Regions from separate parts of the Mus musculus genome. Here all the other regions are linked to region 2. Evidence: chromatin contacts called from public Hi-C, HiChIP or PLAC-seq and promoter capture Hi-C data. All regions are on one chromosome and are shown on one strand. The core of a region is the stretch at or near the end of the contact, and the rest is flanking DNA. Distances in the headings are between cores, read along the strand shown.

Region 1 (6,004 bases), core at 2,522-5,021, 240 kb before region 2:
CCAAATGGGGCTGGAGAAATGGCTCAGCAGTTAGGAGCACCTGCTACTCTTACAAAGGATCTAGGTTCAGTTCCCACCCCCTATATGTTGGCTCACAGCCATCTGTAACTCCAGTTCCTGGGGATCCAACATTCTCTTCTGCCTCTGCACCAGGCACTTACATTATGCACAGATACACATGTAGACAAAACACCCAACATATGAAAACAAATCTTTAAAAGAGTGCAAAATACTGGTTAAAAAAGCTACTATTTACCGGTTAGTTGTGGAATTTATATCATAATATAAGCATACAGGAAATACTTCGTTTCTTAGCTCTTAATTCAATTATGACACTTAAAATACTTCTTCGGTATTTTATGAACGATGTATGCTTATTTGCAAAGCACTGGACAAGTTTTATTTATATTTAAAAGAAGAGGGGGCTGGTGAGATGGCTCAGTGGGTAAGGGCACCCGACTGCTCTTCCGAAGGTCCGAAGTTCAAATCCCAGCAACCACATGGTGGCTCACAACCACCTGTAATGAGATCTGATTCCCTCTTCTGGTGTATCTGAAGACAACTACAGTGTACTTACATATAATAAATAAATAAATCTTTAAAAAAAAAAAAAAGAAGAAAAAAATTTCCTTGAGTGAGGCTACATGTTTAATTTAGTTAATAAATTGAAACATGTATCTGATAGAGGCAGTTGCTGTACTTAAGAACTTAACATATAAATCCAAAATATAACTATGTATTTGCATGACTAAAATTTGCTATGAATATCACACTCAAATAGCTCTAATGTTCCTTAATCGTCCAGTCCTGGCAATCTTCACGTTAATATGCTGGATACTAAAGGAACCTCCTGCTATTTAACGTACATCTAACTACACAGTTTTCCCATGTCAAAATCTAAAATTGCTTAATAACTCTTCTGTGGCTTCTAGTTTCTGTTGTTGTTTGGCACTGGGAGGGATAGACAGGCATCCATCTTTGCAGTTGGGAAAATCCCTGGCCATCAGTTTGCTAGGCAAATCTGGTATTCCTTACACCTTCCTCCTTGCTCCACCATGAAGACTTCTTAGATGTAAACTCTTCTGTGGGAAGGACGAGACGGCGAATGGCACTGCCAGTAGTGTCGAGTAAGAGGACGGCATTACTCTGGAAATGAAGAAAACGGTATGAAATTGAAGACACCACCACCACCACCACCACAAAAACAGCAGTGACTAGGAACCTGAGAGGGAAGGTTACTATGATAAACCGAAGGAAACACAATGATATTGAAATGTAAGCTATCATGAGAGTGAGCACTCAGTAATCTTCACACAGAATACGGTTTGAATTATTTACTGAGATTTTCTAATTAGGCAATTATGTATCCTTTTCTTTTGAAGGTTGTTTAAAAATCAAAGGTGGCTGCTCTATACTTCAGTTTATTATAGTCAGGAAGTGAAGATCATACTCGGGGCTGGAGAGAAGAACACTGGATGCTCTCACAGAGGACCTCATGGTGGACCACAGCCTCTGACTCCAGTTACAGGGGATCCAGTACCCAACCAAGCACACGCGCAATGTACATACCTACATGCAGGAACACACACTCTCTCCCTCTCTCTCTCTCTCTCTCTCTCTCACACACACACACACACACACACACACACAAATTTTAAAACAAAACAAATCTGCCACTCCCAATAATAAACCACTCCCAATAACAAGAACACGCCCCTCCCCCACCAGCTTTGTTTAATATTGGCCTGGCCTGAAATTCTTTTCTATGGGGAAGTCAAGGATGTGGGATATCTGAGTGGAGCTCTTCAGCGTAGGGAGCAGTGGTATAAGGCTGCCTCTGCCCTGTTGCCCATGGAACTTCCATTACTGCTGCTACAATAACACACAAACAAGGCTTCTGTGGAGCTGTGCAACTGGGGGGCCAGCCGTGGGGCCGATCCCTGGCGGGCAGAGAGACTGGAAAGAGGCGCTAAGAAGACTCAAGTCCTTTTTATTTAAACATTTAAGATGCCCACTTCTGGATTCTCCTCCCTCTGTGTGACAAAGGCTTGGTAGTTCTGTTTTTGTTTTCCCCTCTGAAGGAAGCTGTTCTGAGTTAGGAACTCTCACATCTCACACTGGAGGTTCCTGTGGTGGGAACCAATAAGCTTATGTGGCTTTTTATCATCCAGTTTCACCTGCGATAGCATGAGCAGTCAGTTCTGAAGGACTATCCACCATCCCTCACCTCTCGGTAGACGTGAACACATCTCCAGGACCCTCCTCTTCCTGGGGCAGGTCCTGTCCTCTCTGGCTTTCAGTGAAACTTGCCTGAGTGCTGAGACCTTGCCTTCCCTGCTCCCTTACTGTACGTCGGAGGAGGAGGAGAACCCAGTCCTGGGACCCATCCTAATGGCCTCACAGTGCAGTAACAATCTCTCAGGAATTTTTTTTCAAGAAAGGAAATAAACCTAAGCATTGGACTTATGAACTGGAATATATGCAATAGGGATTTAAAATAGAGAAAGCTAGAAAAGATTAAATATCTTCAAAGATTTCAAAGAAGCTGGTTTTTAAACTTGATCTGATTCATGACTTTCTTTGCTCTGTAAAACTCTAAAAACTTCACGAACCCGCTTCCACGTTGGACATGGAATTTGGGGAAACCTAAACCCGTGTTCCCTGGGGCCATGATCACTTCTAATGGCTACAGAACAAACTCTGTTTTATTCTATTTAAGATGAGACCTTGACACACCTAAAGTTGCATCGTTTTCTGACTCTCTATTAAGAACCTACAGTAGACATACTCTTTAGAATAACATCTAGCCCAAGAAGTCTTGTTTACTGGTATTTGAATATTTCTAAAATGGTGGTGAGAGCAAGAAGCTTTTCCTTCTACAATTATAAAAACAAGGGCAGAGGAGACAAGTCTGTGGGAACAGTGTTTGATCAGCAAGTACAAGGAGCAGAGCTTGGGTCCCCAGAATCATAAAAGCCATAAAAGCCTAGCATGGTGGCTACCTGGACTTCCAGCATTTTTGAGGTAGAACTGGGATTTGCCAGGCAATCTAGTGAGCTAGACCAGATGAGCCTGTGTGCTCTGGGCACATGTGAGAGAGCCTGCTTCACTATATAAGGCAGAGTGAGGCCCATAGGGACAGTAGACATCATCCTGTGACCTTGACACATACATAAACATGAAAATAATTGAAAAAGAAAGCATAAAAGCAAGTTAAAAATTTACCAGGTCTTTGTTCTAGGTTAAATTCTTTTTGGGTAGCTTTTAATAGAGAAAATGTTTCTTGCATGATAAATACATACAACTCTGTCATAAATCCTTAGCTCTTAAGCCATCTGCTACTAAAGGAAGTCCTAAAGTAAAGTGTCCCCCCTTAAAAATAAAGAATGAGCAGATGATTACACAGAGAATTCACTGTAATTTCCATTTCCCTTCCTCTTCTAGGTTCAAAACCAAACCAAACCAAACCAAACCAAACAAACAAACAAAAAAAAAAAAACCTACATCTTCCTAACTGGGCATACATGACCTGAGCACTGTCCTGCTAAGTTACACACACACACACACACACACACACACACTCACACACTCACACACACACACACAACTTTTATTTCCTAGCACATGTGTCCACAGCCAAAGTGCACTGCCCCGTGGGCTGAGAATGGCTTCCACCAACACTTGGCAGCCTGAAGGAACTCTGTGGCTCCATCCTTTTAGATGTTAATGGGTTCCTTCTGTAAATGACTAATGATATATTCTGCCTGTGCTTAAAAATAGAAACTCACGTCACACATGAGTACAAGAAACTGTGGCTTTGGCACTGCTTGAGCTGGGGGCAGGGTAGAGGAGCAACTGAGCCATTTTCTTGTGTTTGTATCTGACTGGGAGAAGAGTGACCTTCAGATGGCCCCCATGCCCAAGTCTGAAACACTAAAGGCTAAGCAGATGGACTGAAGGAACCCTTGGGAACAGGGGCAGGGCAAGGCCGTTATTTTTAGTTTTCCTGTCCTCACTTAAGATTTTATTTTAGTAAGGAATTTTTGAACAACTTTCCAACTAACCAGGAGGATGCATCTACAGCAAAACTTTATTTTAAAATGATAAGGGACAGATTTATTTGTGGCTGCACTGTGTCCCTTTCAACTCTGTCTTCAGTTCTTCCAGAATCAGGAAGAAGGACTCGAGGGCAGCCCACATTTTTATACCACTAGTTAAACTGCTCCATTTGCCCCACCCCACCCCCACCCTGACCCCAGACTGAGTTTCTCTGTGTAGCCCTGGCTGTCTTGGAGCTTGCTCTGCAGACCAGGCTGGCCTCGAAATCAGAGATCCACCTGCCTCTACCTCTCGTGTGCTGGGATTAAAGGTGTGCATCACCACGGCTCAGCCTGGCTGCACCATTTTCTAAAACAGTCAACTGGAACAACCTGTGTGAAGAGGGAGAGGAGAGGCAGCGGAAAGATACCTCAGATGTCACTCAGGATGCAGAAGTCAGACAGGGTCTGAGAATGCCTCCGGGCCAGGCACAGGCTGTGCCAGTCAAGTACAGCTCTACAATGAAAACCTTATTTCCTTGATGAAAATCACTGAACAAAACAATTAGTCTACAAAAAAAATTAGTCTACAATGTTGCCAAACAATTGGGTCTTTTGTGAAATAAAACAGGAGCTGAGCATCTAAAAACTAATAGTTTTACAGAATTTGTATGTGTAAATTTCTGTTAATGTGACAAGCTGAAAATCTGGGGAACTGTTTGAATAAATACTTCCACTTCTGAGTCTCATCCAAATTTGGTTAGCTTATTAAATTTAAATTCCCCCTGACAGGTGCTGTCTCTGGTGGATTCTCCTGGTTGTAAAGCTCTTATGTGGGATAAGGATCTGAACTCAGGACTTCATGCTTTCCATCCGTTTGTTTGAGGTAGGGTCTCACTGAGATGCTCTGGGGGCTGTCCTGGAACTCCCTCCACATGCCTGTTCTGTTAGGAAGTCCTGCCAGCTATCCCGTCAAAATGCACCTAGGGTCAATCACTTATGACCTTCACCCTCCTCCAGGCTATCAATATTTTTTGGAGGGCTCACTGTAAGAAGGTCTGAACTGGCCCCTTCAGTTCTGCCTCATTACTACTCCCTGATAACACAGAGTAACTGAAGAGACCCCTTTCTGACACTCCCCTCTTACTCTCAGGGCCTTCCAGTGCATGCAAGACTCTGAGCAGTCTGCTACCCACAGCCTCCTCTCCCTCACCTCTACTCCTGCTCACTGAATAACGGTTCTACTTCACCTTTTCTCACTGCCCCCCACCCCCCCCTTCAACCTTCAAAATGGAGGAGGGAATGTTCTAGCCTCTGGGGTTCAGAGCCTATCATTCCTTGCACCTACACTCTTCGTCTAGGTTTCCATTCCTGTTTGCCGCCATCAGCCACTCAGGCCATTCCAGTGGCCTTATTTTCCGTTGCATCCACTCTCTCACACGTCACACTTCAGGCCAAGGCGGAATTTAACTCGTGCTTTATATCTCTTCTTGTCTATCCTGGACCAGATTATAAACTGAGAATAAACACAACTGCTATCTCTTTAAAAAAAAAAAAACTATTTATTTACTTATTTATTGCTCTTATGGGTATGTATGTGTGCACTTGCACAAGTTTATGTGTATAATGTTCATGTCATAGTCCGTAGAGGTCAGGAGAGGATACTGGATCTCCTGGAACAAGAGTTGCAGGCAATAGTGAGCTGTGGTATCAGAGAACCGGGTCCTCTGCAGGAGCAGTAAGTGCTCCTGACCGTGGAGCCATCTTTGCTCTTTCCTGCTGTATTCCTAGCAGCAGGCACAGGAAATGTAAAGTCAGTGCTATGCTCCGTGCAACACCTGCTAGATGTTAGGCAGAAAATAGGCACCCAAAGCCAGACTACTTGCCATTGCTATAGTACAGATTAATGAGACCTTAAGAATTTGCACTAAGTGAAGCACAGCCCATCTTCTGCTCTGCGTCATCTG
Region 2 (5,883 bases), core at 1,290-3,789:
CATTTCTCAATTTTCTAAATAAAAAACAGCTTATGCAGGAACATTTTACTGTCTGTATAAACAGATCTGTTTCACACAGCGACACCATAAGGAAAAGGCTGTGAAATCTACAGAACATGGAACAGTGGTGAAGGAGAGCCACGGGTTGAGAGAACTGTCTCCAAGCTCGTCAGTTTCTGAGATCCAGTCCTACTGAGCCAGCTGGCCCCATCTATGATGATGTCACAGTGATCCATCAACTATGCTGTGGAGTGATAACCTCCTTGCTGACTGACCATTTGTTTCTAAAACCTTGAGATACCACTCCTACTAATTAAAGCATACAGATAAAGAATTTACAAGTTATAGGTTCTACCCCATCCGACGGAAAGGGATGCTAAGCAGGAGCTGTGAGAGTCTGTTGGTTTGTTTGGGGTGGTTTGGTTTAAGCTTTTTTTTTTAGACAGATTCTTTCTACATAGAGCTGGCTATGCAGGAACTGTTATAGACCAGGCTGATCTTCAACTCACAGTACTGGGATTAAAGTTGCCCAACTTCTTTTTTACTGTTTACATAAATGGCCTCTTCCCCCTTCATATCAAGCTTAGTAAAGGTATACTATCATGAAAGCCAGCAAAGCAATTGCAGCCTCTCACAAAAACAGTCTCCATGAACTTTGACCCAGTAAGCCACCGAACGCTTGTTAGGTACCCAGTGATGACAGGCACCAAAGGACCGTGCAGACAAGACAAACAGGCATACAGTTCGGGAGAAGCAAAGTCTACAACTTGAGTTTGTTTTTCATGTACTTTGTTCTCCCGTCACACTGCTAGGAAGCAGTGACAACAGAGGACAAAGGGAGTCTGGTCACGTGCTGGAGTACAACTGAGAGTCTTCCCAGCATCCACACTCATCCATCACAGCCTGCTGCTTTCTGTGCTACGGCTGTGGCCTGTGTATGACCTCTGGTTCCAACTGTGCCGCTCTCACCTTGAAAGCCCTAACCTTAGGAGTCTGGATAGCCAAGAGTTAATCTTTCACTCTGTCATGAGGGCTCTTACATGTGCCCAGGTCTCTGGTGAATACACAAGTTCTCAGTTTCAGTGCCCCTTGTTGTAGTGAGGCATATCAGTACAAAACAAATTTTTTTTCATTTTTTTAAAAACCTCTTTTCAATTAAATGTTCTATCTGCTGACTCATGGCTCTTATAGTTAGCTAGAGAGTATAAATAAATAAATAAATAAACAAACAAACAAACAAACAAACAAACGGAGTCTACCCAAAACTGCTCAACCTCAAAGCCTGTCAGATTGTACCACATTCTACCCTTGACATCTGCCTTCTCTGATAAGAGTGTATTATCATCTGGACTGGTGAAATGATGGATTTATTAGATGAGATGATACTATCTGGAGATGACACACACAAGGAGGTGAACCTAGTGAGACAAAGTAGATTCTTTGAAAAGTAGGTCTTATCCCCGATTCCTCTCTCTCTGCCTCCCTGAGAGAGCAGCTTCCCTCTGCTAAGTCCTCTTGTCATCACGAATTTCTGCCTCACCACAGGCCACAGTGATTAAAGTATTAAGCATACACTGAAACATCTGTAACTTCCAGCCAAGAAATCTTCCCTTGTTTTAGGCTGCTCTGTGTGTGTGTGTGTGTGTGTGTGTGTGTGTGTGTGTGTGTGTGTGTGTGTTTTAATGTTGTCACGCAGATGAAAACTGAGTAACAGAGTGGAAAGCAAGTACATGCTCTAGAAGCTATAATCGAGGACAGGCAAGTTTTGAATCGCAATTTCACCTTGTGATCCTCAGCGAGGCACTTTTTTTTTTTGTTTCCCTCTTTTTTGGGACTCATTCATTCCGACTATAGTATAGGGTTTTAACTAAAGCGATGACTTTCAGTTCTAAGAGTGCTTGAAACCGAGTCTTCTGTTAAAATTGGGAAGGAACATGGGCACAGGTTCTCCAGCAAGATTGTACACGTGTCTATGCCATCACGAGCCCTACTTGGCTCATGACACAAAACCAAGCCCTCGGGAGTCAAAGGTCAAGGTCAAGCACGAGTCTTAACAGCCCCCAAAGGCTGCAGCATAAACCTCTCAGTGTCCTAGAGTCTACGTGAGGATTCTTGTACAAAAATCTCCAGTGGGAGAAAACTGTGTTCCTAGGCATCAGAGACCTTAGTCCGGACCCCTAAGGTTTCAGAGTGGAGCCCAGGGGGCGCCAGCGCCTTGCCCCACATCACAAAGCAGCGAGGGCAGCGGCAGCGAAGGCGGAGGGCCCAGTTACCTGAGTCGGTCGCCCCAGAGTGCAGCAGCCTGACCTCCAGCCGCTGCTGGTCCCCGCCCGGCCTGCCCCGCAACACCTGCCGCAAGAGCAGCCGCACTCGCCGGGAGGCCACGTCCCCAAGGCCGCCCGGGGCTCCTAGGAGGAGGAGGCGTGACTGCATGGTGCAGGAGGCATGCGTGGGACCTCCAGGGGCTTCGGACAAGCACAGTCCCTGGACCGGGCAGGAGGCGATCGGCGAGCGGGACAGGAAGCGGCAGGGAGGCGGGTCCGCCGGAAACTCCTTCCCCCGGCTCGCCGGGCTCTGCGGGATGGGCCCGGCCCGGGGCGGAGGGCAGGCCGAGCGCCAGCCGGTAGGATCGGCTACCGGAGCCCGGCGCGCCGCCCCAGGCGTGGTCGCCCCAGGGACGCCCGGAGCTGGGGAGATGCCAAAGACCTTTAGCACAGTTGAGCGTATGCCCTGTTTCTTTCTTGGCTGCTAGCCTACTGTGTTATGATGCACTGTGGGCTTTCCCCTCGATACTGCTTCGGATCTTTTTTCAGAATGGAGAAAATATTCAAGAGATTCTGGAACTTCACCTATTTTAATTCGTTGTCATCTTCCCAGGGTTTCCACACCACAGGCATTGAAAGCTTCAGTTTAGCCTTCCTTTGCCGCTCCTGTTTTATCATCTTCTAAACTGCAAGAGGAAATGTTACACTATAATGGTGAATGAAAAAACGTTCAACTACCAGAAGGATCCAGTCAGGCTACAAGGCAAGGGTTATATAAACATAATTTATGTCTTTAGTGAGGAAAAAGTAGGACACTTGACTAAGGCTCCCTCCCTACCATGCATTCCAAAAGCAGCAGCAGTCTTCCATAAAGCAAACAAAGTCTAATGTAATTAGGCTGCCTCCCCAAAATGTCAAGAGTGAATTAACCAAAGCAAAAAGTTTTAATGAAGTTCTGCACAATGAAATCAAACAAACAAGATGCAGGCCTGGCTCTCAGAGAATGGCCTTGCCAATTCTAGACCTACCTGTATCTTACATCCATATTAAGCACCCACCTCCCAGGCACTTAAACTTCCCGAGGAACTAAACTTAGAAGTAAATGGAGGTGGCAGAGAAATAATTTAAACTAGTTTGGAGAAATCGAAAATAAAGGAGTGAACATTAAAGATGTCAAAACAGCATAATTATTACATGGATAGATTCTCACTATTTCACAACCACACCTGTTAGGCCTCAAATCTGAGACAACCAGCTATAGGAGGTGCCAGTTAACAGATAAAAGCTAACAGAGGTCCCTGTTAACACATCAAAGCTGGTACTAGCCACTAGATCCTCCTCCTATCTCTCCATTCCCACCTGTTACAGGATCCTCCTGGTAGAGGCACTCAGTCCCCTACTCTGAACTCTCCAACCCAGAGGCAGTACTATCTTTCCCCCAAGCTGCTCTTCCATCTACAATCCAGCCTCTTTGACTACTCTGGTCCTCTTTTGGTCTCCTGGTCTGGCTTCCTGGATCCTGGCTCTCTCCTCTCCCAGCTTCCCCTCTACACACACACACACACACACACACACACACCACCCTCACTCAGGTGTTCATTTTCACTCTGAACCCTGCCAGATAGATGCCTCTGCCTCTGTGTTTTCTCCCTCACATCTATAATGCACCTTCTCCACCCTCTTACCCAGGAGGAGTCATATCCTCTTTTTATTTTCTTTTTGTTGTTGTTGTTGTTGTTCTTTTTTTCCTTTTCTTTTCTTTTTTAATCCCTATGTGAATTGGGTTAATGGCAAACATGCAAGCAGCATAGAAATTTACAAATTGCTTTTCCTCCTTTGAGCCTGAGATAGTTGACCATTGTTACAGTCAAGTAGATTAGGTCTGGATTTGACTAAAAGACAAGGCTCTGACCTGTCTATGAGGGCATTTCAAGGAAGCAGTAATTCAAAGGGGAAGACTCTCCCACCCAGCATGTGCAGTACCTTCCTGAGGAAACTTAAAAAGAAAGAGTTGGAGGGAAAAGCCTTTCTCTTGCTTGCCTGTCTCTGCCTCTGGCTGATGAGGATCATAATTCACTGCCATGAGAATCCAATTCTCAAACAGAGACTGAAGACGAAGTGGCTTGAAAGGAGACCTCGAAACCTCCACCACCAGCAGAGAATGCTGAAGAACCCAGCCTTGTGGACTATGCAGCTACCAGGTTCTCCACCTCTCTAATGTACAGACAACCAATATTGGATTTCCCAGTTCCTACTGGGGAAACTAAACACCTTTGTGAAACATATATTCATTCAATTCATCCTGTTCTAGGGAGACTTGACTCATGCAGAGCACATACTCTATGTCATGAGATTGTGCTAAACACTTTAATTAACAATCTTATTTGACACAATTCACAAATAGGAGGTACTATTACCTAACTATTTCAGTTAGAGTTACTATTTCTCTGGTGAAACACCATCACCAGAAGAGAGTTTGCAGGGGTGATGTGGGGGAGGATTTTTTTCAGCTTACACTTCCAGGTAACTATCATAGGTCACTGAGGGAAGTCAGGACAGGAACTCAAATAGGACAGGAGCCCAGAGGCAGGAGCTGATTCAGAGGCCATGATGTTGCTTATTCATTTCCTTCCCCTGACTTCCTCAGCCTGTTTTCTTACAAACCCCAGGACCACCAGCCCAGGGGAGGCCTTACCCGTGTGGGCCTCACACATCAATCACTGATTAAGAAAATGCACCCACAGGCTTGCCTACTACAGCATGGCATAGATTGAGACACTGTAGCACATTCAGCCATTTACTGTTAGACAATGAAATCACATCAAATGCAGAAAGCAGGCATACCAACACATGTACACAGACTGATGTGTGTAAGATGCAGGCTCAAGGCTCTCAAACAATACTACACCTAGGAAAGGCCAGTGAGGCTTCACAGAGAATGCAATGTTTGAACTTGTTCTTCCAGGATGTACATTAGTAGATCCATATGCCTTTTCAGAATATTCAGTCAGAGAATTTGTTCCTGGTTATTTATATTAAAAATACAAGAGACATACTATATATTATAACTGAATTTTAAGAACACACTGAAGACCTATGAAGTAGCTCGATAGGTAAACACACTTGGTGCCAGTCATGATAACCTAAATTTGATCCCCGGAGCCTACATGATGGAAGAACAGATTTCTACTTACGATTTGTCTTGTGACCTTTATACATAAATCATAGTACACACACACACACACACACACACACTTGCGCACACTTGCGCACACTTGCACACACACACACATATGCACAAATAAACCAATAAAATACAACTTTTTAAAAAACTGAAATTAAGACATCATGTCAGTTTACAGGAAGTTGTGATGTATACAGTAAGAGGAAATATCATATGAGTTAAGAAAAAAACTGTTCTGTTATATCCAGAAAGAGAATTGGAAGCATGATGTCAACATCATTTGAACCACACAGATTCATTTCTATATCAGATATTGCTAAAAAAAAGAACTACATATTATTATCTTTATTTATTTATTTAGTTAGTTAGTTAGTTAGTTAGTTAGTTAGTTAATTACGTTTTTTGAGATAGGATTTCTCTGTAAAACAGTACTAG
Region 3 (6,090 bases), core at 3,275-5,774, 170 kb before region 2:
ACCATATGTACTTACTGGCCTGTATTTTCCACAACATAAAAAGCAATTTGAGTCTTGGAGGTGGATCTGCTTGTGTGCGAACATTTTAATCTTTGTACCCTGATGCCAAGGGTACCCTAGGGCCAAGTCTGACTCATGTTTAATTTTTCAGGCCTAAAGCTCCTTGGGTTTATTAAAAAGCTATTAATCTTGTTATTCTACAAGTTCTCTTAGTTACTGCTTCAAGGGTCATATTCCATAATAAAGGACTTAATGAAACAATACTCCTTAGAATAGATGTTCAAAATCTTATTAATTCCTTTTAATTCCCTCAATATTTATTTACCATATGTTAGAAACTTTGCTATTCAATGGAGACAGCAGATGAAGGAAAGACCAAGGGAAAAACATTTTAAAGATCATTCAGTGCTCTGTGGTAAGAGGACAATAGGACATCACAGAAAAAACGGACTGAATATACCCTCTGTCAGTGACACTGGGGATTCTTGTTCTAAGACGACAAGCAGCAAAAGTGAAGGGGTAATGCCAACTACAGAAGCAAACCGCAGTAAGCCAGAACTGAAGCAACTAAAATCCTCACTAATGGTTGATTCATTATGCTCTGGGGAGGAGGAACATTTGGAGGATTACACAAAACCCCTCGAGGCGCCGGTGGAAAGTTCACTGAGGACCTGCAGTCCTCAATGTCTGTGTCACCAATACCATGGCAACAGACACTGTTCAAGGACAAGGACACAACGGTCTTCCTTCCCACTGAACTGCTCTTCTGTGTCCTTCTAGGTCATGAAGCCTTTGCAACCTTAACTATTTTGGAGTTTTTCCTTTGTTACTTGTAAAAATTTCACATTCTTTTCTTTTTCTCATTTCTGCTATGTGGATACAATGTGAAATTTGAACAGAGTGCTTAGAAATATTATTGTTTCTTTTAATCAGGGTTTTGTTTTTTATATTGTAGATAGGAGTGTTTTCCTTCTAGCTATATAGCTTCATTTTCTACTCCTGTGATATACAATATACAATGATGCAGTATTAAAGGAGAAATCAGTTAACTGATTCTAGAATGAAATAAAAAGTATAGTTTTGATAAATAAATGTTTAAACAGAACTATTTTATTAAGAAAAAACTTGCCTAGATATCTTTATACTATTTATCTCACTTAGGGGCATAAATTATGATACTCCTTCCTTAAAAAGATAAAAAGGCAAGTGCTAACATAATTTGTAAATGTCATTATCTGCATGCAGATTAGCAAATAAGAATTACAAAAAGTAAGCATGCTTTTATAATAAAAGAAATATATGAAAATAGCTTCAGAAATATTTAGTAGAACCAAGTCTTACAGAAATTAATCTTATAATAATAAAGCTTTCTAAGTTCAAACTTATTTCTGTGTCTTCCGAAACAGTCCACAGTTACTGGTAAGGTTTAAAGGCAAAATCTCTGCCACAGTCCACTCTCCAAAGAAAAAAGGAAAACAAAGGGGAAGCTTGGAATATGCAGCAAGGAAGAAAGAGAAAGACAGGATGTATAAGATGCTTGCCTCCTGTGAGCTACAGAAAGGACTTAACTAGACACCAAAGCGATAACCAATAGGTCTGTTAGTTTTTATTCAATAAAATGCTTTACTAGCCTCGAGCACAGTCATACATATGTGTGTACATAACACACACATATTAAACCCATAGCAGTAACTCCTCTAATTTTGACCATTAGAAGGAATTTTAAGTCTTATATCACTGTAATAAAAATATTTCAGCACTTCATTTTACCTTACCTGAACTCAACTTAGGAAATCATGACTACAATTACACATCAGTATCATTTGGATCAGAATTAACAACTATGACATGATTAGCTCAAGACCACGAAGCAATGGTCTCACCTGAACATTGTCGTAGAAAAGAACGTCAGGCACTTTCATCTTCTCATGGGCATTGTGCACTGGCACACTGACGGCGCCAATCTTCAGAGACCCGGCGACTACTTCACCTGAACATTTTGTACAGGACATAGCATTAGTCTCAGCAACATCTTGCTAATATCCAGAGAAGCCTAGTCTGGCCAACACACAACACAAGGTGGCCTCTGTAACCTCCAGGTCTTCAGGATTTAAATTAAGCAAAGAAAAAGTAAACAAAAAACACTGTTGTTCTCCAGTTTATATTGTAGACCCAATATAGGTCCACAAAGGAAAAGAGCAAGAATGGCCATGAACTCACGTATACACCTATCTGCTGAGATAACACACGCAATGTAAGGTCCAACAACACCCATTAGAGTTCAGCTTACAGAACATGGCAATTCAGTAGATAGAGGCTTTCAGGATCATTTTGTTCGTACAACCAATGCTTACTGATAACATTTCAACTACAAAGAGGACACACTGGGAGGAAACAGCCTAGCTGTTTTTCAAGAAGTCTCATACTGTCTGTGTAAGTCTGCCAAGGCTATTAGCCTTGTAGGCTCAAAGATTGGTTTTGCCATCACAAATGAGGACAAATATAATTTCAGGAGAACATTAAACATATATTCTGATAAGAATTGGAGACTATGGCATTGCATATAAAGGCTCATCTTTTTATATGACAATGCTACACAGATTGCCATCACCACATTACTCGGAGAGAGACCTGCATGGAGAGCAAGCCCTCGTGAGAGAGTTGTTCAGCAGGCCTGGGCTGTAGACGAGGAGAGGGGATTAAATACATTCTCCACAAGGCGGTAGCTTTAAGATGAATGAAGCCAGTCAAGTGAACAGTCCCTCATCCCCTACAGGAAGCTTAGATGGATGCTGCCAGCTGGGCCTGACCTTTCCTGAACTGAGCAATCTACCATCCTGACAACATAATCTTCCTCAGATATGTTATCAGCTCTAATCAAACAACGTTAAGGTTCTATATGTCCAGGGCTATTATGTCTCTGTGAGCGACCTCTGCACATATGTTCAGATCCATCAATATCAAATTTATAGTTTTATCTTTAAAAATTCATTCAATTTCCTTAATACTAAATTCTTAGTTCAATATAGCCACAGTTACTAAAACACTAATCACAAAAGCAGCCATTACAGTGCCGTTGGAGAACAGTCACACACTCACGCTTTGAAGGACAAGGACTTCTACTAAGAAGGGAAATTTTCCCTGTGTTCTAACTGAAGGACAGAAAACTTTTAGAGTGTTCTGTCTTCCCCAGTTCAAGCTTCTCCTCCTGGGTAGGCAGAAGAGAGGTGGCTCTGTGGGTGAATGAGGGACCAGAGGGGACTCTCATTACATTAGTCTATGTCACCCTAGAAAATGCTCCGTGACATGCTCCAAAAGGAAACTTGGCAGCCCTCAAAATGCAAATGTATGACGAAAACAGAATTCTCGTCTGTATGGTAAAACACATTTGCAAAGACATATATCTGTCAAAATTAGACAAGTTAATTTACAACAGAAACTTCTAAAACCTTTAGTATGTTAGTATCAAACTGACTCTTGGCACGCATGCAAAGTGGGGGCAGGGGTTTGTCTAATATTCATTGAAAGAAGTGATATTTAAAAAATGGCTTCAGACTGGTTTTTATTATTTGTTTGGCTTTGACTTTGGCTTTTGTTTTTGGAGACAGGGTTTCTCTTGTTATAACAACCCTGGCTGTCTTGAACTCACTTTGTATACCAAGCTGGCCTTGAACTCACAGCATGCACAACTATGTCTGACCACAGATTTGTTTCTTAAAGAAAGGAATACAGATTCACTTGTTAAGTACAATACACAAAAAACGAAATGGATTTAACAAGAGCTTTATTGAAAGCTCTCGGACCAAGTGTTTGGTCATTGTTATGTAACCTTCACTTAGCCAAGTCAAGTACTTACACTTGTAATTCTCCAGCTCTGGCTCCAGGCTGTCCTCAGTGTTTGTTTCTATTGCCGCATCTGCCAGATTCTTCTCCAGTGCAGACTGAGCAAGGCTTGGTAAGAACCTAGTAAGGGATGGAGGACCGTGAGGAAAGCAATGCTTCCTTCAGTTCTCAAGTGTCTTTTAACACACACTCCTTCACTAATTGCAACCGATTAAGGAAAAACTGTGTGTAAAGCATATGTTACTGTAATCTTTAATAACTAAGCTTATATGTAATACCAATATTCATTTATATACATTCTGCAGATTATGATGAAAACTTGGGCTTTCATAAGTGGATTTTGTGTACTTCCTGTTTATTGTGAAATTGTATATTGTAGCATATCAAATTTTTCCTAAGTGAATAAAACAGCAATATTCCAGCCTGCTCTAAGGTGGCAAACACAAATTTAAATCAGCAGAAGTAGGTTAATGTGGTTTTCCTTACTTTTTAAACATAAATTACAGAAAGATCATTCATTTTTGTGTTTCCTTCCATTATGGAATCTCTTTCTACCTATTTTATTGTCAAAATAACAATCTGTGTGCCACAAGACACTCTTCAACTACAAAGACACTGTAAGTACTGTGGCTTGGAACAGTTTTCTGCTACATCCACTCCAGTGAAGTCTGCTTGACAGGCCGAGAGGCCTGGAAGCACTCACAAGGCAAGGAAACTCGCCTCCTGGAACCTTGGCATTCCCACACGTTTCTTCACTAGGCTCAAAGAAGCAACATAAATCAGGCATTTACTAAGAACCCCTGGTGGTGGGCTTAACAATAGACTAGCATTACACCTGGCTCCCTTCTTAGTGATTAAAGTGGCCTGGTCCCCGCCATCTTTTGATGTATACATTCCTTTTGCTTTGTGTCACTGTAACTTGGTGGATGTGTCTCTCGCCTGGTTTCTTGTTATTCTTCTGTATAAAAAGTTTGATGCTTGATTTGAAAAATTACACTTAGATACAACACACTTTCTCCTGTTGTCTTTGTCATTCGCCCACTCCTTCACCCACTTGCCATCAGAGACCCGTTCTGTGCAGATAGGAGACCCAAAAAAGGGGGTTAGTCTGCGGGAGTTTTCCTTCTGCACAAAGTTATGTTTAGAATTTATGATCCTGGTTAACTCACAGGAAGGAACTTCAGTCAGTGATTGCCTATTCTATGCTAGTATAAAGCAATCATCAGGTAATGCAGTGTCCCAAATAAACAAGTGCAGAAAACACCATCCAAATTTAGGTTTACATAGTACTAAACCTTGCACATGCTCCCTCAGACTTGAGAACAAACCCCTAATAGTACAAAGGATGGCATAAGCCAGAGGCATGTGAATGAGAGAGTGTAAAACACTGGGGGACTAGGGGGATTATGAGTCCCTGTCCCCATAAGATTCTGAGCCACAGACCTGACACTGTGTCTTACCTACTGCCTCCCTTGGGTCCTATAAGATCATGGGGAAGTTTACATACCTCTAGGTTTTTATCTTATCAATTCACAAGTCATCACATGTCTTAGATCATGGCTTTGCTGTTCAAAACCAAGCCCCCACCTTATCTACTGAGCCCATTACAGGGTTTCCATCCTGTTTCTTGAGCTTTTGACCTGGCATCATGCACAACATTCTTCTCACAGTTGCCCCCCGAGCCTGGGAATATTGGGCCCTTCCTGGGCCTTTTTACTATTCCCTGTTAGATCACCTGGACTGATACCTAGCACTCACAAGCTTTGACTTGTCTGCTGATCTCCACAGTGTCTACTAACACATCTCAGACTGGCCCTATATGGGAACACTTCTGGTCTTGTCCAAAGACTAGAGGATAAAAGACTTGAGAAGAGAGATAGTAATACTAGGTCTAAAGGAACAGATGAGGACCTATACCAGTAGTGCTGGCAATGGGGGGTCTGAGGCACAAAGACAGCAATAAGGGCTAGCCAACTTCACAGGGACACCTTGTTGAAAGAGTGATATAACATGCTTTAGCAGTACAATGGATATCAAAGAGTCTTATTTATAATGTATAAGAAATTAATTTATACTGGTGATTGGAACTGATAATTTTCAAGTGGTATTATAAGACTTAATATAGTCTAGTCTACCTGGTAAATGTAGTTTGTAATCTGGGATTATTTGTTATATGTGCAATTTATTAGTTTCAAAGCTTCAAGGTATTAAGTTTAGGCAGTTCTACAAATGGAATTCAGTATTTTT
Region 4 (5,211 bases), core at 985-3,484, 200 kb before region 2:
TTTCGCTGAAAACTAGCTTTCTTGGTTGAGAAATTTTAAGAACTCAAAACAATTTTGTTTTTTGGCAGGCACTTCTCTTTTTCAGACAAAAATGAGAGACCCTGTACAGTTTCTCTCTAGTCAGTGTGGGAAGGGTTAGAAGGATTGGTAAGAACAAACATTAAAAGTTGTTCACAGGGGCTAAGACTGATGAACGCTCTTTGCTATCAGAAAATGTAGTGCATTCTAATTTTCTTATTTAAGAGGAAAATTGAGCAAATTTTCATGGCACGATATTCTGTAGTCTTTCATCCAAGACATATTTACCTCATTGGTAGTAACACACATGGCTTTATTGGAGGAATATTTAAACAAATTAGGCAGCAGGCTGGGCGGATGCATCATTTGGAAAGGGCTTGCTATGTGCTATGCAAGCTTGAGGACCCGAGTACGATCCCATAGAATGCTCACTGGAAAGCTGGTGTGGCGCCTTTCTTCCGGGATGCTCCAGGGCTGTCATCAGGACAACACAGTAACTCTCCTCACCAGGAAGTCCATGACTAACGTCTTGTTCAGAGGAAAGAAATGGCCACTGATGTCGCTCACTCTGGAAATCCACTCCTGGTGGTTTATGGGCTGGAAAACATTCCGACTGATCTGGTTCTGCATTTGCCAGTCTCAAGTGAGCAGGCTAGAGTCACGTGGGGCAGAAGTGGCTGTGCAAGCAAGTGTGCACTGCTGGCGCCTTCCAGTTCACCTGCCTGCTGCTTCGTGTTTGATGCTCTCAGGGGGAGACGCTGCTGTTAGTGGCAAAAGTCAGCTTCCGCTCCAGCTCTCCATTCCCGTGCATTCAGTGCAGAGGGAGAAGTGCATGTGTCCCCAGGGGATCATAGGGCCGAGAAGCAGGGCTCTCTGGCCACATTTGTGTGAACCTTGTTGTTTCACATGTCACCTTTTATCTAAATCGCACCATCTGAGCGCATTTGCTTGTATCTCTCATATCGTTCCTTGACCCCCAAATGAAGCAAATGGGTGGCTTAATCAGCAATGGGTTTTGGTGTGAGGGTTAATGCTTTGGAGTGATCCAGAGTGAGGCTGGGGAAAGGCTGCATGCATACAGCATTTGCTGGCTTCTGCTGATAGATCCAGCAGCACAGGCACCTTTGTCTGATGTCACAAGGCCATGTCATCCTGAGACTGGAAAGTCCTCCCACTTCCTGGAGATCTCTCCTACCCTTACAGAAGGAACATCAGCTGTGACAGTATTGTTAAACAAAAGGAAAAGGGGCATAGGAGATCTTTCCATCTTCTGAGATCTTTGGTTTCTTTCTTCAGAGACTTGAAGTTATTGTCATACACATCTTTCACTTGCTTGGTTCGAGTCGCACCAAGTTATGTAATATTATTTGTGACTACTGTGAAGGGTGTTGTTTCCCTGATTTCTTTCTCAGCCTGTTTATCCTTCCAGTAGGGGATAACACCATCATAGAAGCAGGGGGAGGGGGGGGAGGTAGGATATTTGGGGAGGTGGGGAGGGACCAGAAAAAGGAATAACATTTGAAATGTAAATAAAGAAAATATCCAATTTTAAAAAAGGAAAAAGAAAAGAAAACAACAACAAAACATCATGCTGGAGTCTGTCCACAGGCAGTCTCATGTCTACTCAAGAGCCAAGATTCTCCAAATGGATGTTACAGCGGTGGGTACGTAGGGAGAGTCACTCACTGACTGGGACTTAAGACGTTTTTCAAACACTGGCTGTATGGCTGTTTTGCTGGAAATAGGCAGCTGACCTAGGCCTGCCCTCGGAGGGCTCACTGTCCAGTGGGTAGACGGGGACAGGAACATGCACCTGTGGTAAAGAATGACAGGTGTGCTAGCGGAGCCTGTCCTAGGTCACTGTCTCTAAACCTACCATCAATAAAGGCTGTCTTGAAAAGAGACACAAAACATACAAAAGTAGAAGCAAAAAACCATGAGCTAAAGCTGAAAAATACCTTAAAATAATCTTCATTTTTTATTTGTTGATAATTAAAAATACTCATTTGCCTTCTTTAAAAGTTAAAGACAGCTATTTTGATACAAACAACAGGAATGATCCACTTAGTTAGATGTGATTTAAAAGTCTAGCCCTAAGTTCAGTTTAATCAACAGCTGAAGAACATGTCACACAGACAAGCGCCCTGAGGTGACGGTCACACTTTGGTCTCCCTGCTCTGCTGTGCACTGCAAACGCTTTGGCCAAAGGTGGCACAGAGAACAGGAACCACAACTGCTTGCCAAAGACCAGGAGCACAGAAGCATTAGGAAGGGACGGTGCTCTGGGACTTGCTGCCCGGAACTGGGAGTCACCACAAGTTCTCCAAGGGCACAGAGTGATCAGCTGGGGGACTGTGAGGCACAAGGAGGATGGAACCGAGGCTGAGTTTTTAATTAGGAGGCTACAGCAAACCAGGGCAGAGACACAGAATCGGCTAATGTCCTCTATGTCAACAGGCTGACACTGATGGCTCTTTCCCCAAGAGAGACTGGAGGTAGACCTGTTTACTTTAGCTACTGGTTGGGCCCTTAAGCAGACATCAGTCCACGTTTTGCTGTTCTCTTAGGGGTCCATCTCATACTGAATCAACTTACCCATTAAATCTCTAGACTAGAAAATTTGTTAAAATGCAGAATAATCCCACAGTAGTTACGAAGTGAGTCACTGCTGCTAAACTTTCGTGTTTAAATTCTACTTCTCTCAATTTACTCCCTATCACACGGTCATTTATTTAAATGTCTACACCATTTTCGACTTCCCTGCAAGTTTCCTATAAAAACTGTCCTTCAGAAATCACTTATACAAACATTTTTCTTTTTCTTTTTTAAAGTTTTATTTATTTAATGTATATCTGCATGTATACCTGCATCAGATTTCATTATGAGATGGTTGTGAGCCATCATGTGGTTGCTGGGAATTGAACTCAGGACCTCTGGAAGGCAGCCAGTGCTCTTAACCTCTGAGCCATCTCTCCAGCCCTTACACAAACATTCTTATCTCTGGCTCTGCTTCAAGAGAACCCAACCTAACGTGTTTATTGACTATTTGAAAATAGCACTTTCAGATTTTCAGCAATGTTACTCTCCTTCCTGCACAACATTATAGATATACCTCAGTTCGTAGGAATTTCTCATAGAGTTGTACACTGAGCAATCCCAGGAACATATACCAAATCTGTTGGTTGAAATAACCTTCTATTAGGGGTTGGAGAAATGGCTCAGCAATTAAAAGCATTGGCTGCTCTTCTAGAAGACTCAAGTTCAATTCCCAGCATCCACATGGCATCTCACAACTGTCTGTAACTCCAGTTCCAGGGGGGATCCGGGACCCTGACATAAACATACATGCAGACAAAACGCCAATGCACATAAATAAATCATAAAAAGAAATACCATCTGCTCATTTGTCACTGCTGCCACCATCTAAGAGCAATAGCTGTCAAAAGCAGCTCCACACTTTCTAAAGCTCAACAGAAGCATGGCCACCCTGCATGAGCTGGGAGGTGGTAGGTCTTAGCCACTGACTGGTCCCTGCTCCCTGTGATGCCACAAGGAACTTGTAGGTGGGGCTGGCTGGAAAGGCGCCCAGAGAGGGTAGCAGTGTACATGGTTGGGGCATGCTATCGAACATGTCAGATGATCTGAGATTGGAAAAGCTTTAACACTGAGTTCATTTGTTTTATTTTTTATTATAAAAAATACTAAAAATATTTGGTTCCTTCCTCCATTGGAATACCAGTGATTTTATACCGGCAATAAAGGTGAAATAATAATTTCCCCTTAATTTCTTTTTTTTTTTTTTTTTTTTTTGTGCATGTGCCTGATGTGGTAGATACTTGTAATCCCAGCATTAGGGAAGCAGAGACAGGAAAATCCTTTGAACTTGATGCCAGTAAAGTCTATAAGACAAAGTCTAGGCCAGCCTATTTTTTAAAAAATTGTTTTTAAACATTTAAAATTTCTTGCTTGAGTTTAAAAAGGATGAGTTAATAAATTTAAGATTTTTTTAAAATCAATTATTTATTCACTTTACAACCTGATTGCTGTCCCCTCCCAGCTCCCCCTCTCCCTACTTTCCTTCCCCTTATCCTCTGAGAGGGCAGCAGTCCCTCTGGGTATGCCCCACCCTGGCACATCAAGTCTCTGTAGGGCTAGGTGCATCCTCTCCCACTGAGTCCAGACAAGGCAGCTCAGTTAGGGGAACATATTCCACAGACAGGCAACAGCTTTAGGAATAGCCCCTGCTCCAGCTGTTGGGGGACTTGCATGAAGACTGAACTACACATCTGTTATATATGTGCAGAGAGGCCTAGGTCCAGCCCTTATGTGTTCTTTGGTTGGTGGTTTAGTCTCTGAGAGCCCCCAAGAGTCCAGCTTACTCGACTCTTGTTAGTCTTCCTGTGGAGTTCCTATCTCCTCCAGGGCCCATAATTCTTCTTCCTATTCTTCCAGACGAGTCCCTGGAGCTCCAGCTAATGTTTGGCTGTTGGTCTTTGCATCTATTTCAGTCAGTTGCTGGGTGGAGCCTCTCAGAGGACAGTTATGCTAGGCCCCTGTCATGCATGTCCTTTTGGGTCTGGGTTACCTCACTCAGGATGATATTCTCAAGTTCCATCTATTTGCCTGCTAAAGTCATGATGTCTTGTTTTTTAATAGCTGAATAGTATTCCATTGCATAGATGTACCACATTTTCTGTATCCATTCTTCAGTCGAGAGGTATCTAGGTTGTTTCTAGTTTCTGGCTATTATGAATAAGGCTGCTATGAACATAGTGGAGCATGTGTCCCTGTGCTATGGTAGGGCATCTTTTGAGTATATGCCCTGGAGTGGTCTAGCTAGGTCTTGAGGTAGAACTATTCCCAATTTTCTGAGAAACCACCAAATTGATATCCAAAACAGTTGTACAAGTTTGCACTCTGCAGAGGAATCTAGAATGGCTGAGAAGCACTTAAAGAAATGTTCAATGTCCTTAACCATCAGAGAAATACAAATCAAAACGACTCTGAGACTCCACTTTACACCTGTCAGAATGGTTAAGGTAAAGCCCTCAAATGATAGCACATGCTGTCGAGGATGTGGAGCAAGGAGAACACTAACCCCTCCATTGCTGGTGGGAGTGCAAGCTTGGACAAACTGAATTCTAATAGTGATTGAACTGAGAAGGGGAGAGACCGGAGGCGGTGGCTAAACGG

The links. Promoter capture Hi-C pulls out the DNA fragments that hold promoters and counts their contacts. Hi-C and Micro-C count contacts between places; a contact is called where the count stands out from the background. HiChIP or PLAC-seq counts read pairs in DNA pulled down with a chosen protein or histone mark.
Region 1: a Hi-C map of the CH12 cell line shows a contact between it and region 2, with 2.9 times the contacts expected there. The contact joins the enhancer-like site here to the promoter of Vwa8 in region 2. A contact is called at or near these places in 17 of 39 promoter capture datasets (the 3T3-L1 cell line, 3T3-L1-derived adipocytes, the C10 cell line and 10 more), 1 of 15 datasets of contacts at CTCF or cohesin (large pre-B cells), 5 of 484 Hi-C or Micro-C datasets (the CH12 cell line, bone marrow-derived macrophages, nephron progenitors and 2 more), 10 of 115 datasets of contacts at active chromatin or transcription factors (the NIH/3T3 cell line, bone marrow-derived macrophages, craniofacial prominence and 7 more) and 1 of 9 other capture datasets (adipose tissue).
Region 3: an H3K27ac HiChIP or PLAC-seq map of stem cell-derived epiblast-like cells shows a contact between it and region 2, with 2.5 times the contacts expected there. The contact joins the enhancer-like site here to the promoter of Vwa8 in region 2. A contact is called at or near these places in 15 of 39 promoter capture datasets (the 3T3-L1 cell line, 3T3-L1-derived adipocytes, the C10 cell line and 8 more), 2 of 15 datasets of contacts at CTCF or cohesin (large pre-B cells and pro-B cells), 8 of 484 Hi-C or Micro-C datasets (CD4 T cells, the HL-1 cell line, Sertoli cells and 4 more), 11 of 115 datasets of contacts at active chromatin or transcription factors (T-cell acute lymphoblastic leukemia, acute myeloid leukemia, differentiating embryonic stem cells and 8 more) and 2 of 9 other capture datasets (adipose tissue and liver).
Region 4: a promoter capture Hi-C map of liver shows a contact between it and region 2. The contact joins the enhancer-like site here to the promoter of Vwa8 in region 2. A contact is called at or near these places in 13 of 39 promoter capture datasets (the 3T3-L1 cell line, 3T3-L1-derived adipocytes, the C10 cell line and 8 more), 2 of 484 Hi-C or Micro-C datasets (both in liver) and 6 of 115 datasets of contacts at active chromatin or transcription factors (bone marrow-derived macrophages, cardiomyocytes, craniofacial prominence and 2 more).

Annotation. Positions count from the first base shown.
Region 1 is chr14:79,087,433-79,093,436 of GRCm38.p6, reverse strand. Vwa8 (von Willebrand factor A domain containing 8) reads right to left here. Exons shown (of 45, transcript NM_027906.1): 30 at 1,036-1,146. Among named protein-coding and RNA genes, the nearest start is that of Gm30970, 45 kb to the left of the region's middle. Within about 2 kb of position 3,771, at least 119 of the 459 cell types and tissues checked have an H3K27ac peak or open chromatin away from gene starts, as enhancers often do. A contact at or near this core is called in the CH12 cell line, the HPC-7 cell line, the SN4741 cell line and 5 more, where this site is marked.
Region 2 is chr14:78,845,834-78,851,716 of GRCm38.p6, reverse strand. Vwa8 (von Willebrand factor A domain containing 8) reads right to left here and starts at 2,539. Exons shown (of 45, transcript NM_027906.1): 1 at 2,274-2,539. The coding sequence starts at 2,433.
Region 3 is chr14:79,016,480-79,022,569 of GRCm38.p6, reverse strand. Vwa8 (von Willebrand factor A domain containing 8) reads right to left here. Exons shown (of 45, transcript NM_027906.1): 18 at 3,857-3,963; 19 at 1,884-1,990. Among named protein-coding and RNA genes, the nearest start is that of Gm30970, 120 kb to the left of the region's middle. Within about 2 kb of position 4,524, at least 5 of the 459 cell types and tissues checked have an H3K27ac peak or open chromatin away from gene starts, as enhancers often do. A contact at or near this core is called in embryonic stem cells and stem cell-derived epiblast-like cells, where this site is marked.
Region 4 is chr14:79,045,179-79,050,389 of GRCm38.p6, reverse strand. All of the region lies in intron 21 of Vwa8 (von Willebrand factor A domain containing 8), which reads right to left. Among named protein-coding and RNA genes, the nearest start is that of Gm30970, 87 kb to the left of the region's middle. Within about 2 kb of position 2,234, at least 10 of the 459 cell types and tissues checked have an H3K27ac peak or open chromatin away from gene starts, as enhancers often do. A contact at or near this core is called in liver, where this site is marked.